Regions from separate parts of the Anas platyrhynchos genome. Here region 1 is linked to region 2. A link is a contact called in public Hi-C data. All regions are on one chromosome and are shown on one strand. The core of a region is the stretch at or near the end of the contact, and the rest is flanking DNA. Distances in the headings are between cores, read along the strand shown.

Region 1 (7,851 bases), core at 872-3,371, 51 kb before region 2:
CTGCAATGAAGCTCCGAATAGAAAATTAGAAGCAGTACAAGAGACAATGTCACTGAAGAGTGACAACCTTGAAAGACTTTGCTCTATATTTCATGAGATGTTAGGGCTGGCGTCTCTGAACCTGTGTAGCCCTTGTACATCGAGCTCATGGTTACCAAAGAAACTAGCCTTCAACACATAGCCCAAAAAGTCTTCTTGTGCATCCTTATGGACTTCACAAGGTAGACATGCACTGAGCTACTTCATTATCCAATGCCAGTGTTCCTGGGGGTCCCTGAGCTTCCTGGACTGCCCCATGTCAGCTCTGTCTGCATGGACTCCTGCCTCAGGAGGCTCCAGAGCAGCTGTTGTAGGATCTTCAAGTCCTCCATCAGTAGGACCTTCAGGTCCTCCATGGCCAACGACAGAGGTTCCTGGAGAGGATGAATACTGGTAGTGTGGATGTGTCCCCTTGTTTCCCTGAAATACCACACATCTCTGCAGATGTCGTGGTTATGTCTGTCTTTCCTTGAGGTGTTGAGTGCCATGAGGCTGCAGTGGTGGGCTTCTTCCTCGACATCTCTCCAGGAATGAAAGGCAGAAGCCCATGTCTCCTGCTCCTGCATGGTGCAGCAGTCAGCAAGGACCAGAGCCATCCTTGGCCACCACATCATGAAAAAGGGGATGGAAGCAGAGGATAGAGGTGTGAGGCTGGAGCTGGGCTGGTCGTTGCTGTTGGCAGGCCCATCACTAGAGGGAGACCAAGATCTACCCTATGGCTGGTGGGTGTTCACCTCTGGCTGGAAAACAGGAAAGATAATCAGTAACATAGCATTTTCCTCTTTATTTGCCAAAAAATATTTGGGGTCCAGATCAGGGAGACAGTTTGATGTGATTACTACATCATGCAGTATAGCCTGTATGGATGCTGCATCATGTCCTCAGGATCTCCTTGATCTCCTCCCAGTTTAACACCGTGGCCCTGGTTCATGTTCTTAGCAAGCAATACCACTTGTCTGCTTTTATTACATGACTGAAAGAGGATTTGGTCGGTCTCTGTGGAGAAATGTCTACATCTGAATCACATCCATTAGGCTTCAGATACCAGCTGGGGCTTTGCCACTCGGAAAACTATTGTTGCTGTGCTTTTATGCTTTGAACCAAACAAAAATCAGAATTGATATATTAGGCTTGGAGCTGCCCTCTGCTCCTCATGATGGCCAAAATGGGATGTGCTCTGAAGGTTAATCTTGGTTTTGTCCCTGTGTGTGCCAGGAGAGGAGACTACCAAAACGTGTGGGACAGAGCTGGGGTGGCTCTGCCACTGCTGGTGCCTTGGGGTTGGTCCAGGAGGACAGCAGAGGTGTCCGTGCCAGGCTCTTCCCGCACCATAAACCTTGCTGTCACACCCAAATGAGACATGGTCATGCAAAGACTAATTGCAGTGTGAGTCCAGTGTGTCATAGCAGGATAACCACACCTGTGCAACAGGTGACACGAGCTCCACGTTTCAGGAACAACAAGCACGTAGGGAAGGAGCTCAGACAAAATCTTCTAGCAGATAGTCAGTTTCCTTTCTGAAACGAAGTACTATTTTTGGAAGAGAAAGGGTACATACATTAGCTAGTAAACCCCCTACATCTATTCTAACTTGCATGACACTCTGGTGGTTGAAGTTTCTTACCAAAGCCTTCAAGCTTCTTTGTCTAATTCATGGTGCACTTGTAATTTCTGGCCCCTTCTTGGAGCATGCACGTGAACTGATTTATTTTTTTTTTGCGGCTGGTGTTTGCTGGGTGCTCGTGGCCCCTCCGCCTCATCACTCCTCGGGGAGCAGCAGCTGCAGAAATATTTGCAGTGCAACCTGATGAGGCTCATAAAACACTGCGAGTGCAAACACGATCAGATTTACAGAGCCGCATGTGTCCCACAGCCACCGGGGGCTGCTGTCGATGGAGACGGTGACAGCCACCATTTGTCACTTGGTAAAAGGGCACAGCTCGCCTCACAGACCAGCCCTTGCTTTTATGCAGCCCTGGGTATTCATCCTGTGGGGATGCAGCCAGGCTGAGCCTGCTGGAGAGGTGCCACCAAGCTTTGCTGCCCTTGGTCTGGGCAGGGAAACAGCAGAGGAGGGTGTGGGGTTAGGAGGGTTTGTGCCAGAGGTGGAGACAGTTAGAGATGTATTAGCTTTTGCATCAGATTTCAGCATTGCAGCTGGCCTCTGCTTTCCCAAACGCAGCCCCTGCTGCCTCCCAAACCTGACTTTCTGATTTTAAAAGGCTGCTGCTTGTGCCATGGGTGTGCCACACTCACAGCTCCATCCCTCTGTAAGATCTCCTTCCATGCAAGGCCAGAGGGGGGCTTCTTGCTTGCAGCCAACCACCACGAATTCTTGCTTTCTTTGTGCAAGTGAGCTCAGTCAGAGAGCTGCTGGATACTTGTGCCCGTCACTTTTTCACATTTTGGCCATTTTTTTTTTTATTATTATTATTTTTTCCCTACTGCACCTGGCCATGCCTGACAGATAGAAGACACCCAGAAGCCTTCTGCACACACCCTGCACAGGTACAGATGTCTTCTGCACATCGAGAGAACCATCCCAATGCCACCCTTCACGTGCATGAAAATAAAAGTGTTGGCCTGCTAATCAATTCACTGTGCAGAGTAATTAGGAGAGGGTTCAAAGCAAAGAATAGAGAATGAGGGGTTAGAATAGAATGGAAGGGTGAGAACAGAGAATTAATTCCTTGCACCGTGTTTTTAAAACGCTTGCTACAAATCACGCTCTTTCCAGGCCCCAACAAAACCTAATCAGCAGTTAATCTTCTCGCAAGATAACTTCATCAGCCAAAGCAACTCATGATAGATTTATTTAACCATGGTATTAGTTCATCAAATCACAGCCTCATTATAGGCTAATCTCCTCTCTAGCCCCAGAAGGAGTCACGGACGTGACAACCCATCTCCTTCTAGCCCCAATGCCATAGCTGGGTCTGTGGATCTGGAGGAAAAACAAGGTTTTGCTTGGTCTCAGCCTGAGTCTCGTGTGTTGGATCCGGGAGGGGTTTCCACAATCTGGGAAAGATCCAAAACACTGGACATTGAATCCGGGAGGCATGAGAGTGCAGTCCTGATACAAGACTTTTAAACAAATCAAAGGGATTATGAAATGTATTAATGAAGAAAAAACACAAGGAGCAATTCATGATGAGACGGGAGCCAGTCCATGGTCAGCTCGGCTGCTGTAGCTGTGTCACAGCTCACCACAAAAAGCTTGTTTTTGTCTCCATCTGCTGCCACGTCTGGCTTTTCTGGCTCTTTAAAGAAGTCCAGGAAGTGTCAGGTCACTTGTTTTGGAGGCTCAGCATCACTTTAGAGCCACACTGCTGGCATACGTGGACAACACTTTTCTTGGAAATGTAAGGTATTGCTTAAAATAAATGGCAGGCTGATAATAACATGGTCCTCCACAGATCTCACTAAGCAATAATTCCCAGAGATTTCCAGATCTGGAAGGTTTCAGCTGGGAACAGCCCTTTCAATTTAAGCCGTCACGTTGTTAACCTCAGCAAAATTGCACAAGCAGCTGATGGAGCAGTTCCGCAGTGCTGTCAGCCAAAGCCAGAGCTCTGAACATGCCTAGTTCGGAACAATAACAAAATAAAATAAAATAAAATAAAATAAAATAAAATAAAATAAAATAAAATAAAATAAAATAAAATAAAATAAATAATAATAATAATAATAATAATAATAATAATAATAATAATAATAATAATAATAAGAGAAAAAAAAACTGTGTTGAAGCCACCTAAATACTGCAGTGGTCTGCCAGCAGAATGGTCCACAAGGATAAAACTTCTTGGCTGCTTTAAAATAAAAGTATACTCCACCAGTGTGGTTCACCACATTTTGAAGTCTACAAGAGCACTGCTGCTTTGTGTAGCAGGGAAATGAGGATGAGGAGCCGTGGCCGAAGCAGCCCAGGAGCGGTGCTGTTTGCCTGCCTCCCATTGCAGGCTTGGCAAGAAGCTGGTGACTGCAGCCAGCTGTCCTTGAATATCATTCCAGAGAAAAGGATGTCCTTAAACACCAGAAAGCCATTCTGCAAATTCTCCTTGGGTATATCTGCTCATGTTTTGGCTCCACCAAAATTCATCCTCAGCCTGGTCAACCACACATGCCATCCTTGCCCTGCTGCCCCACCATGGTGCTCCCAGCAAAATCATGCATCCAGCTCTTGGAGGCGTCCATCCTAACCCCTTTTCAGCCAGGCTAAGGTGAGATGCTCTGAGAATCCCCCTCTGGCCTGACTACATCTCTCTGTGGGCATCAAGAAGAAACAAGAAGCTTTACAGAACTGGGGTAGGCTCAGACTCCAGGTGAAGAAGCCCAAGTTTATGTGCCAGTACTGCCTCGAGTCAGTGGTCTCTGGAGAGCCTTTCAGTCCCCCACAAAGCAAGCAAACACCTACACTGCTCTGCTGACGTGTTCCACTGATGGGAACTGCAGCCCAGACTCCCACGTCACGTGGAGATGCCTACGTGGTGACACCTCATCGTGGGTGTTTCCTTTGGGATGCCGAGTCCCTCCCTGGAGGGCAAAGAAGGATTTATGGGGTTGCAGCCACCCCGCAGGAGATCTGACCTCGGAGCCACACACAGATTGTGGTTATCGTGGAGGGCAGACACCGAGCACTGACATTTTCAGGACTAGGGTCTATTGAGTTTGGGCTTGAAGAGGGCATTAAGACCAACCCAAAATGCAGCTGGGAAAGGAAAAAAAAAAAAAAGACAGGATTTTGCTGTAAGTGACCACCACTATTTGTCACTTTTCATAAGAAGATTCGATATTTCTGGCTCTGCAGCTCCAAATCCTTGCCTAATACCAAGTTATAACCTCAAATCAAAGGCAGAAAGGTCTGAAGACAAAATTTAATGATGAGGCAGCTTGGCGAGGGGGGACGGCTGATCGAGATGAACATTGTGAAAGCCGGCAGCTCACCATCAGAGCCAACCCTACAGCAAACAGACCACAAGCCCCAGATTGTCAAGAAAGTTTGTGCCTTGAGACCAAGTTGGTATTGAGATGGTAGGTGATGTGTGTGGGGAGAACATGAGGATTTGCAGTTTCGCTTGGAAGAAGCAAAGGAATGAGAAGGCAGCAGGGAAATGGAAGTGACTGCAGAGGAACCTGGTGCTTTGCCCTACCCGTTGGGGAAGGTCTTAGCACTGCAGGTGGGAGATGTGGCCATCGCAGCACGCTGTGGGATGGGAGGCAGACGGCAGCACAGCATCCTCCTGGGTGCCTCAGGTTTGTGGGCTGGGCAGGATTCAACCCAGCACGGTGAGCCACGGGCTCCCCTGGGCAACAACACCACGTTTCTTCTGTAGCACAGCTGCGGATATTGCATATCAGAGCTGTCATCGCCTTGTCCTCACCGATGGCGCTTTGAGCAAGGCTCGTGCTGGGTTAGAGCATTGTTACTTAGCAACTTCAGCCCGCTCTGTAAATGAAGTGGCGTGGAGGGCTCTTCTGCAAGGGGAGGAGAGCAGTATTTGAGGTAGGCTCTGCCCCTCTGCTCTTACCGAGGCATTTGGTGAAGCTGTTTCTTTGTACTTTTTCATCTGCATGTCACTTTTTCCTAATCTTAGACCACAAGCTTTTGGCAAATTCTACCACCTCTACACACAGCAAGAACTACAAAGTCCGTGTGTTAGACAGAGGCTCCAATGTACTTTGATAATGATGTGAGTGAATAACAATAAAGTTGTTAATTAAGCCCCATGCATTTTGTGTGTGAATACACAGATATCTGTAAAACAACAGTTATGGGCTCAAAAGAACAAAAACTGTGAAATTCATGTCTTGTTGGAGTCTGTTAATTACTGTATCAGTAGGGCCAGGCAGGCCCTGGAGTCGTGGGGTTAAGAAAATGAATGGCCCTGGATGATATTTTGTACTCTACCACAATTTGTCATAAATTCAAATGGAAAAATTAACCTTGAGTGTATAAGAGTTCCTCAGACAAAGATTCCACTTCCATCTTGGTCCAGGGTAAGGAGCTGCTCTCTGTTCCTTGTCCTGGCAGATGGGAGCCTCTGCAGCAAGCAGAGCTGTGAGGGGATGGAGGCAGCCCTCTATGGGCCTCAGGTCTGAACGTGGGACAGCAGACATTGTGAGCGTGGCACCACTGGGGAGCAAACAGCCCGTCTTCATGGGACAGGAGGAGCTGCTGCCCCACTCATGAGGTCTGGTGGAACTGAGACCTCATGAAGCCGTTCCTGCAATGCTGAGGTGCATCAGGCCAGCAATCCATGACCTAAAGGTGATCTAAAGTACCGCATGCACAAAAGGTACTTAAACCTGTCCGTACGGAGGGTAGTCCCCTGCCCTGGCCTCCAGCACCTCACACAAGGCCCACAGGACCCACCTCAAGGCCCACAACCCCAAGCATCACCCTGAAGGTGGGCGTTGGGCCAAGCAGGTTGTTCCTTCTCGGAAAACACAGCAGGACCCAGCAAGGCAATGCCCCAGGTGATATGAATGCTTGGAGCACTTTGTCAAAGGGCTGGGATGAAAAGTAAACTAGGCTGAACCGTATTCTGGAGGTTGTTATTTATGGCCACGGGAAGTGGTGGGTACCAGAAGTTCCCAAGGCATGAGCACGGCAGATTTAGCTGAGGAGGGCAGTCACTATCACAGTCTGGGACTTGGGCACCTCAATTTTTCTTGTGTCTCACCTGAAATATTTACTTATACCTACTGATTCACTAATGGCTTCATTCATTCTCTTCAGTTTTGGGGAATCCACCTTTTCCAGGATCCAGTCCATTGCCTTGTCACAAGGGTGTACACTCTTTAATACTAAAATTATGAATTTACTTTTGCTGTCTTTAATTATGTTCAAGCCACTGGGTAATTAAGGTCATGCTATATAAATGATATGTCTGGGCTATCACCATGCCAACAATCACTGTGTCATCTGGATGTTTTTCACCCATCATTTATATTTTCTCCTCAATTTTTGATTGCTCTATGATAAATATATTGGTAAGTCTTGGGCAAAGGTATAAACCCTGAAAGGAAAAATTAGCTGATAATTCCTAATTAAAAAGATTAAGTTACTTTCTGAGATTAGCCAGATAGTTTTTAATCTATTTAATGTGATGTATCATTTTTAATGTGCTGTACCATTTTTCATGCTCTGTAACATTTTTTTTAATGCCAAGTTTTAGTAAAGTTTGAGCATACCATGTGATGATTGCAAACACTTAAAAAAGCATAAGTACAATGCATGCAGTTGACCTCCATCAGCTAAACCTGTTAGCTCACCAAGGAACGCTATCAACATAATTTAAGAAAGAACTATTCTCTATAAAAGCATCTTGATTGTTACCAGTGTTTTCCAGCTTGTAAATTCAGATGAGCATCTCATTTTCTTGAGAAACATGACGGGTGGCTGCTGCAGGAGAAATCAGAGAGGAACACAACAGCAGCAGCTCTTGCTATAGCATACAGAGTTGTCAGGATTTCTTGGCAAGATGTATCTACTCATATCAAACCTAGTTATATAAATAAAATATATATAAAAGTAAATACAGAAGTGCTGGAACAGAGCTATCAGAATCTAAAGAATAAGTAGCTGTGTCGTGTAAATCTGCAACTCAGAATTTATAACTTATAATGAATAAATAGCTCAACGTTATATTTCTTTAAACATAAAATGTAGAGAAAAAAGGCTCATGAGAAGAATGAAAGAAAAAGAATCATTCAAATAAAAATATGATTGCAGAGAGGTACTTTTACCCTTATATGTATACCATTGATGAGACTGGGTAGGAAAACTGAACTGAATGCCTTTTTCAC
Region 2 (6,838 bases), core at 1,443-3,942:
TAATTCAGTTTATGAAAGAGATCACTACTTGTTTTTATCACAACCCTATAGAACTTGCAATCTGTGATTGCCATGTGTAAAAAAAGGAAAGAAAAAAGTGCTTATGTCACTACATTAAACATTTGGTGTTTCTTAATACATAGTTCTGTGAGCACAATGTATTCGTTTGATAGCTTAGACCACAGTAGACCTAAATAGCAAGTATTAGGTCTTAAAATTGAAGTGCAATGTACAGTAAAAATCTGAGCCTTGTATTCTCTTACATAGCGATCATTTCTTATGACAGATTAAAGAGAAGAAGGTTCTGAGTTCATTTCAATGCTGCATGGAGTCAAATGGAGCAATAATTTATTTAACTAGTAATAGTAAAGCTAGTTTTGTTGTATCTTTCATCAAACCCAGATTTTTAGAAATACTCCAATTTTGTGGTTATGGTGTACTTGTAAACTTTTATGCATTTGCCTTTTTGTATTCTACATTTTTCGTGTGTGTTTGTTTCCACTCTTACATGGCTTCTGATGTAATTAGAGGCATCTGTTAAAGACTGACCCGTCAAAAAAAGATGTTGAGGCAAGGTAGCAGCATCCTGGCTGTTTTCACTCTTCTACGGGAATGCTCTAACTGCTGCTTGTGCTTCTGTTTTGGAGGAAGAGATTAGCACAAAGACGGTATTACAAAACAGCCCCCAATTCTAATCTTGCTTTGGTGTGAATTGAGTAATTTCACTGGCATAAAATCCTTTTCTCAACTGCTTAAAACCTAAAAATATAATCATATAAGTCTTCAGATCAGGACTGGATCAGCTCAGATACTTTAAGTGTGCTACCTGCTGGAGAGACAGTTTTGAAACCATCTTAAAACTATTTCCAAAACTTCATAAAACTGGATATAAGATGACTGATCTCTACGTATATTTGATTGATAAAGTATTTAAGATTTATTTGTAAAGCCTGAAGCTAGATCTGTATGTGTTAAAAATAACGCAGCCAAAAAATGTAAGTCAAAAGTTCATTTTTTGCCAATACTTAGAGGTACCTGAACCAAAGTGATTTAAGTTTGGAAGAGGTGGGAGGGGAGTGAAGAAAATTTGCACTATGCTGAATTTGAACACTTAAATTCTCATTCTTACTGATAAGTTTTCATTGGTGTGTTTGGTTTTACACTTTTTTTACTATTAAAGTTCTACGATCAAGTCACGTTTGCCATGGGTTCTCTGTATTCACATTATGCAGGAATCTTTCTTGAAAAGGACAGTTGTTATGGTTGCATAACTAACAGTCAGTCATGCATACTCAGTGGTATTAAAAAAAAAAAAAAAAGAAAATAATAATCCTAAACTGAATTTATAAGATTTAACTTTTAGAAGGTTTTCCAGCGTGAATTATAGGGTTTAAGAGAAACAGTTTTGCTATTTTGCCAAGTGACATAAGCGTGTGTTACTGCCAGGTGAATTAGGGTACAGAATGCTATTACCATTGTCTTCCAAGATACTCAAGTTCATAATCTGAAATAAAATACGGAGGGTGCGGGGTAAACATGCTACGTCTTGCAGCTTGGTTGTCTGCAGAGATGTATCACTAAATGCCAAAGCATCTTACAGCGCACACAGCAAGGAGGAGTAAGCACGGCTGGTAAGGCTAAGTGCTGCTGAGGCTTGCACCATCTGATTTAGGAAAGATAACATCTTGATAACTTAAACAAAGATTTTGATTTTACTTTACCCAAGTGCTTGTTTGGGGCTTCTAGAAGCTGCTGTGTTTGTAGGGGAAGCAGTAGAATGGTTTTGTGATCAATCTTTGTCCACTTCGCTGCAGTCTGTTGGCTTAGCTTGAGCAGCCTTCATGATGAGGTTCCTAACTGCTTTGGCATAGCCAGCCTGCCTTCTGTTCAGCGTAACTCTGCTGCACAGCTGCTGAAGCAGTAGCCAACATCTCCGGTCTGAGCATGGCTTGGATCCTCCAGGTGCGTTGCTTTCCCCTCAAACTTCTTGAGCTTTGTCAGAAGGAATTAAAAAACATGCACAAAAAGATTTGGGATGTAGCCTGGTGCCAAAGAGAACTAGGACATCTGACTGAGGGTCTCTCTTTGAGACAGGGAAGTGTGCCCAAAATTTCTACGTGGAGAAAAAAAAAATATATATATATATATCAGTCTTGCCAGAAAGTGTGATGATTTGGCCTGTGTTTAGTTCCTGCACACTCATTCTGTGGGTTATTCAGCCTTTGGTTTTAAGCGTGGGGATTTGCAGGTGCTAAATTAGCCACAGGAGGGCCCATAGACTGTTCGCTGAATGCAGCAGGAACATATTGAGGTGAATAATGAAATTAAGTCTCAGTAGCCTTGCTGCACAGCAGAGGAGCTCCAAAATTCATGAGAACAAAGCATTACATGCAGGACTAATTGGACAAAGCATACTTCTATGGAAAAAATCATTAAGGGTTCTACCTCGGAAGCTTTTGAGGGGTGTCTGTCTCGAGGGGACACAGCTGGAGAGGTCCCTCCAGCGAAGGGGCCAGGACAGCATCCTAAAAATAATGGTGATTTCCTTGGGTAACAAAGCACCACGTGAGTTGCCCCGCCTCACGTTGTCATCCTTTCCCTGCTTTTAGCTTTTAAATCCTGTTGTGCAATGACATTTTTCTGTCTTCGCAGGCTACAAATGCGGGTTGTGATGACAGCTTAATAACAGCGGGGTGAGGAGAGCAGTTTTATTGCACAGCTGCGTGATAAGGAAGGCGGTAGGTTGTAATCGTGCTGCTGGTTAACCCTCAAAGACAGAATTCAAAGGACGTGTGATAATTTCTGTAAATAAAGCATCGCTGCTCAAGGAGTCCTAAAGGGTCAGAGCTTATGAGTTCAGCTCAGTGAGGTTCCCCCAGCTGTAAATCATGTTTTCTCTCCTATGGTAAGTCATGTCTAGGTGGTTTCAGAGCCCGGTTACATTAAATAGCAGGCAAGTGCTGCAGAAATTCCACCAACTTGTTACATATCCTGTAGTAATGACAGCAGATCAGCATTTTTACATGGAAATCAAACACGGCTGCCCTGCTTCTCCTGGGCTTGGTGCTGGGAAGGGGAGCTCCAAGCTCCCTGACTCCTACAGCACGTGGTCCAGGGGGTTCTTTGCACCGGTGTTGTTTTCTGATTCATCAAAAGCAGCTGAGCAGCTCATAGCTTCAGAGTAGCTCATAGGTGACTTCACAGGGGTCAGATTTATTAGTCCTGAGTGGTTTTAGCCTTGGGTTCTTCAGGACAAGAGCACTGGTGTTTTGAATTGCAGTGTACCCAAGAGACATGAGAAAGCCTCAGATCGGGTGTCTTGGGACCACCACAGCTTGGAGGAGACTGACTCCTGCCATACAGAAAGGCCCTCAGCCAGCTGGGGACATGCCCAGCAGTACCTACAGCCCCTCCTGCCGTCACCAAGGGGTTGTGGCATGTGTGTGATTGAGCAAGGGGCTCGTGATCCCTCTGGGGACAGGTGGAGTTCTTAAACCTTGGACCTGGACACAAAGGAGATGTTATGTTAACATCAGAGGTCATTTGGGAGCAGGAGGCAGTGAGATCACTGAGAAGTCACTGCTTTTGTGAGGGCAAGGCTATTATTATTATTATTATTATTATTATTATTATTATTATTATTATTATTATTATTTTATTATGATAAGCTGCCCAGAAATCCCAGTGAAGCCAACAGAGACATGAGGCAGAATTCCTCCTGAGCTAGGGAAGCATCACCAGAAACACCCCCTGCTGCCTTGCCCAGCATTAGGAAAACAGCTCCCAAATAAAACTTCAAGGGCTGACTTGTGCAACGGAGATCTTGTTGGGGCAAGCAGAGCGCATCCGTTTCCATGCTGAGCTGTGCAGCAGTGAACTTCTTTGCAAGCTCTGCTTTTAAATATTTTTCCTTTCTGGAAAAATATATTTTTTTCCAGAAAAATATATATTTTTTCCTTTTCTTTACGGAGCTGTGCTCGCAGAGGCAGCAGCAACCTTAGGGGGAGAGCAGGGAGGTCAGGTCTAAGGGCTGCATGTCCCCTACTGGCAGCCTCGGTCATGTTTAAAGCCACTGAGCAATCGTCCTACCAAAGCTCCTGTAGGTCACCTTCAAACATCTTGCTGAAGGCTGTGTCAGAACGGGTTGAGAAAGAGTGAATAAAAACATCAGGAAAAGAGCTCAGATTTTTACCAGATTTCTTCTTCTTACATGCAGAAAGCCCTTGCTATCAACAGGACAGATCCTAGGGTCTTTGCTTAGTTTTTACTTTGTCTTTACTCAAACACCCTGCAGAGCTGCTGGGGTGAAAGTCTTACCATGGTACAAATTAGTTCTTACTCAATACGTACTTAAAGAAACAACCCGGAGACTAATAATTCTCTCGTCAGGCCCCGGTTGTGAAACACGGGCATCTGCCAAGAGTTTTGACGCCCTAGGTTATGGAAGGCAAACCCACGGGGCTGAGAGGTTTGGCACAGGAGACCCACAGCCTCCGAGAGCGGCAGCTGAAGGCCACGCAGAGGACGTGGGACATTTTGGGTGGCACAAGTCTTCAGCTTTGAATCCCAGCATCACTACCCACTAATGCACAAGCCAAAGATATCGACGAGCACTTAAGAAGAGAAATACCAGCGCTTCAGGATCGTGCCCAACAATTAAATGTTGGAAGTAGACCCCGAAGCCAACAGCACGCAGATATCCTATATAGCGTCATCACCCCCACCACCAGCAGTCGTGGGAAGGAGTCAGGAGAGGGAAGTCTAAATGCAAAGTTACGAGGTTGCTAGAACAACCAGCCCCACACAGGGGCCGGCGAGTGAATCCCATCATATCGGCAGTGGGATTTGGGGAGAGAACAGCTGCATTTGCCTGCCTGCTCCTTGGGCATGTTCCACCTGCTTAATTGAGGGCAGGTCCAAATGAGCCATCTGTTGACCTGGTTGAGGAATCAGAGTTTGCCGTTAATTTGAAGATATTTTTACAAAGTTATTAAAGACCTAGAAGGAATGGAGAGACGAGTAAAAAATGAAGGTAAGAAGCTTTGCCTTGGAGGCACAGGTAATATCTGTAACAGATGCTACACCCTATGCCTAAGCTAATTGTTAAATGAGTCACCCTGGCAAAAGAAGCATTAATAAAGGGAAGCGAAGACTGAACATCTGGAAAATAATATGAAAGGAAAGAATTTTCATATTTTGGAACTCCTTGCTGGGTGGGAACTGCTTGGGGAGATGGCTCTAATTGCTTGTCTGAGAGAATGAGAAGTGAGGCTATTCCCAGCCCGCCGTCAGCACAGTCGCTGCCTGTTCCTCCCTGCTCCCTCGCCCCAGCGCTGCAGTAACAATGCAGGGCCCCGACCTGCAGGGGCTGAGACGTGCTCTTCATCTTCTGCACCTCTCCTGGACAGCGATGTGGGCCTGCAAAATGTGCACCCGCCTCCCCAGGACTTGGTCCAGGCTGAGGAGAAGCTGGTGTGAGCAGCCGAGTGCTAGAGCTACAATCGAAACAAGGTGGTTCGGTGGCACCCGGGTCTTGGTGCTGATGAGTGTCGGCCAGGATTCATTTTGCTGCCCCCTCTGTTTGTTTGGGGCTATCTTGGCCATGGCCATGTGGTGGGCTTGGAGAACATCAGCCCTTCTGCTGCCTGCTTTGTGCATTTTTGCTGGGTACGGGGAGCTGAAGACATGGGCAGGTTTCTCCCAACACGTTTCCCTGCACACACCTCCGAGGAATGATTCTCCCACCTTTCCTCCATTTGGACTTCTTGCTCTTTGATTATCTTGCCTTTTCTTTCAGTCTTTCCTTCTTCCTCGTGGGAGAAGTCCCTTCACCAAACACCCTCAGGTAGCCCTGGGCAGCTCCTGGGCAGGAGCTCTGGAGCATCACCCCGAGAGGACACCGCAGGTCGGCAGCTGGAAAATGGAGAAAGAAGAAACACTGAGCAAGGGCTCAGCACCAAGACAGGAGACCTGCATCTCTCATTTCAAAGAGACCATTGTTTTGCTGCACAAGCCCTGCTGTCTGATGCAGGAACATAAAATGCAAGCAGTTTGATCTACTTTTATAAATAGAGAATAAAACCCACTCAACCGCTCTCCAAACATGATGCTGCTCCCAGCCCTAGCGTGGAGGCACCACCAGTGGCACGTCAAGCCCTCTGGAGCTTTTCTTTCCAACCCCAAAAAGGGAATGGAAGAGTTTTTCAGTATTTCATGTTTGTGTTTTTCTAGATAAAGGTGCAGAACCGAGCAGGGGTTGGATACCCTTCTGCTGGGTGCCCGGTGTGCCCCAGCTCTCACCACGCTCTGGTTCCACCGGAGGGAGGACAGCGTTGGGTGGGTATTTCTCCTTAGATGAACGCAAAACCATCACTAACCAGTGACCCCAATCAGCTTTTTCCCAATTTTCTTCCAGAATACTCATGCAAGAGAATCAGTTTTGCAGGAAGGGTGATGGGAGGGGTTGAACAGGACAAGCTGGCACAGGGACGTGGCACCAACCCAGGGGCAGGGCGTTTGCCGCGATGCCGTAGCGCAGTGCTCGGGAGGGACATTGGGGTTAGGACTGGGACAAGCAAGGACGCAAAGAAGGGTCCCCAGGACCATGGTGTGGGTGTGAGGAATGGAGCTGGTGATGAAGGGCACCTGGACACCAGCCCTGACCCCTTCCTTAGCAGCATGGGCAGGCAGAGGCTGCAGCACACGAGGGTGCGCCGGGGGGCTGCGGCCGGGCACGTGCGTTCCCGAAGTTGCGCGCAAGGATCCTAAAACGTAATTATGAAATTTTAAAAAACAACTTGACGTTATAATTATAACGGTTCCTGGAGGAGCCGCGTAA

Evidence for each region. A called contact is a pair of places that touch in the nucleus more often than the background predicts.
Region 1: a contact with region 2 is called in a Hi-C map of small yellow follicle, with 3 times the contacts expected there. The contact joins two enhancer-like sites. A contact is called at or near these places in 3 of 8 Hi-C or Micro-C datasets (F5 follicle, liver and small yellow follicle).

What each region holds. Positions count from the first base shown.
Region 1 is chr2:151,354,126-151,361,976 of IASCAAS_PekinDuck_T2T, reverse strand. No RefSeq gene overlaps it. Among named protein-coding and RNA genes, the nearest start is that of INSIG1, 39 kb to the right of the region's middle. Within about 2 kb of position 2,121, at least 1 of the 8 cell types and tissues checked has an H3K27ac peak or open chromatin away from gene starts, as enhancers often do.
Region 2 is chr2:151,304,480-151,311,317 of IASCAAS_PekinDuck_T2T, reverse strand. It overlaps INSIG1 (insulin induced gene 1), which reads left to right. Exons shown (of 6, transcript XM_005026017.6): 6 at 1-1,196. Among named protein-coding and RNA genes, the nearest start is that of INSIG1, 11 kb to the left of the region's middle. Within about 2 kb of position 2,692, at least 2 of the 8 cell types and tissues checked have an H3K27ac peak or open chromatin away from gene starts, as enhancers often do.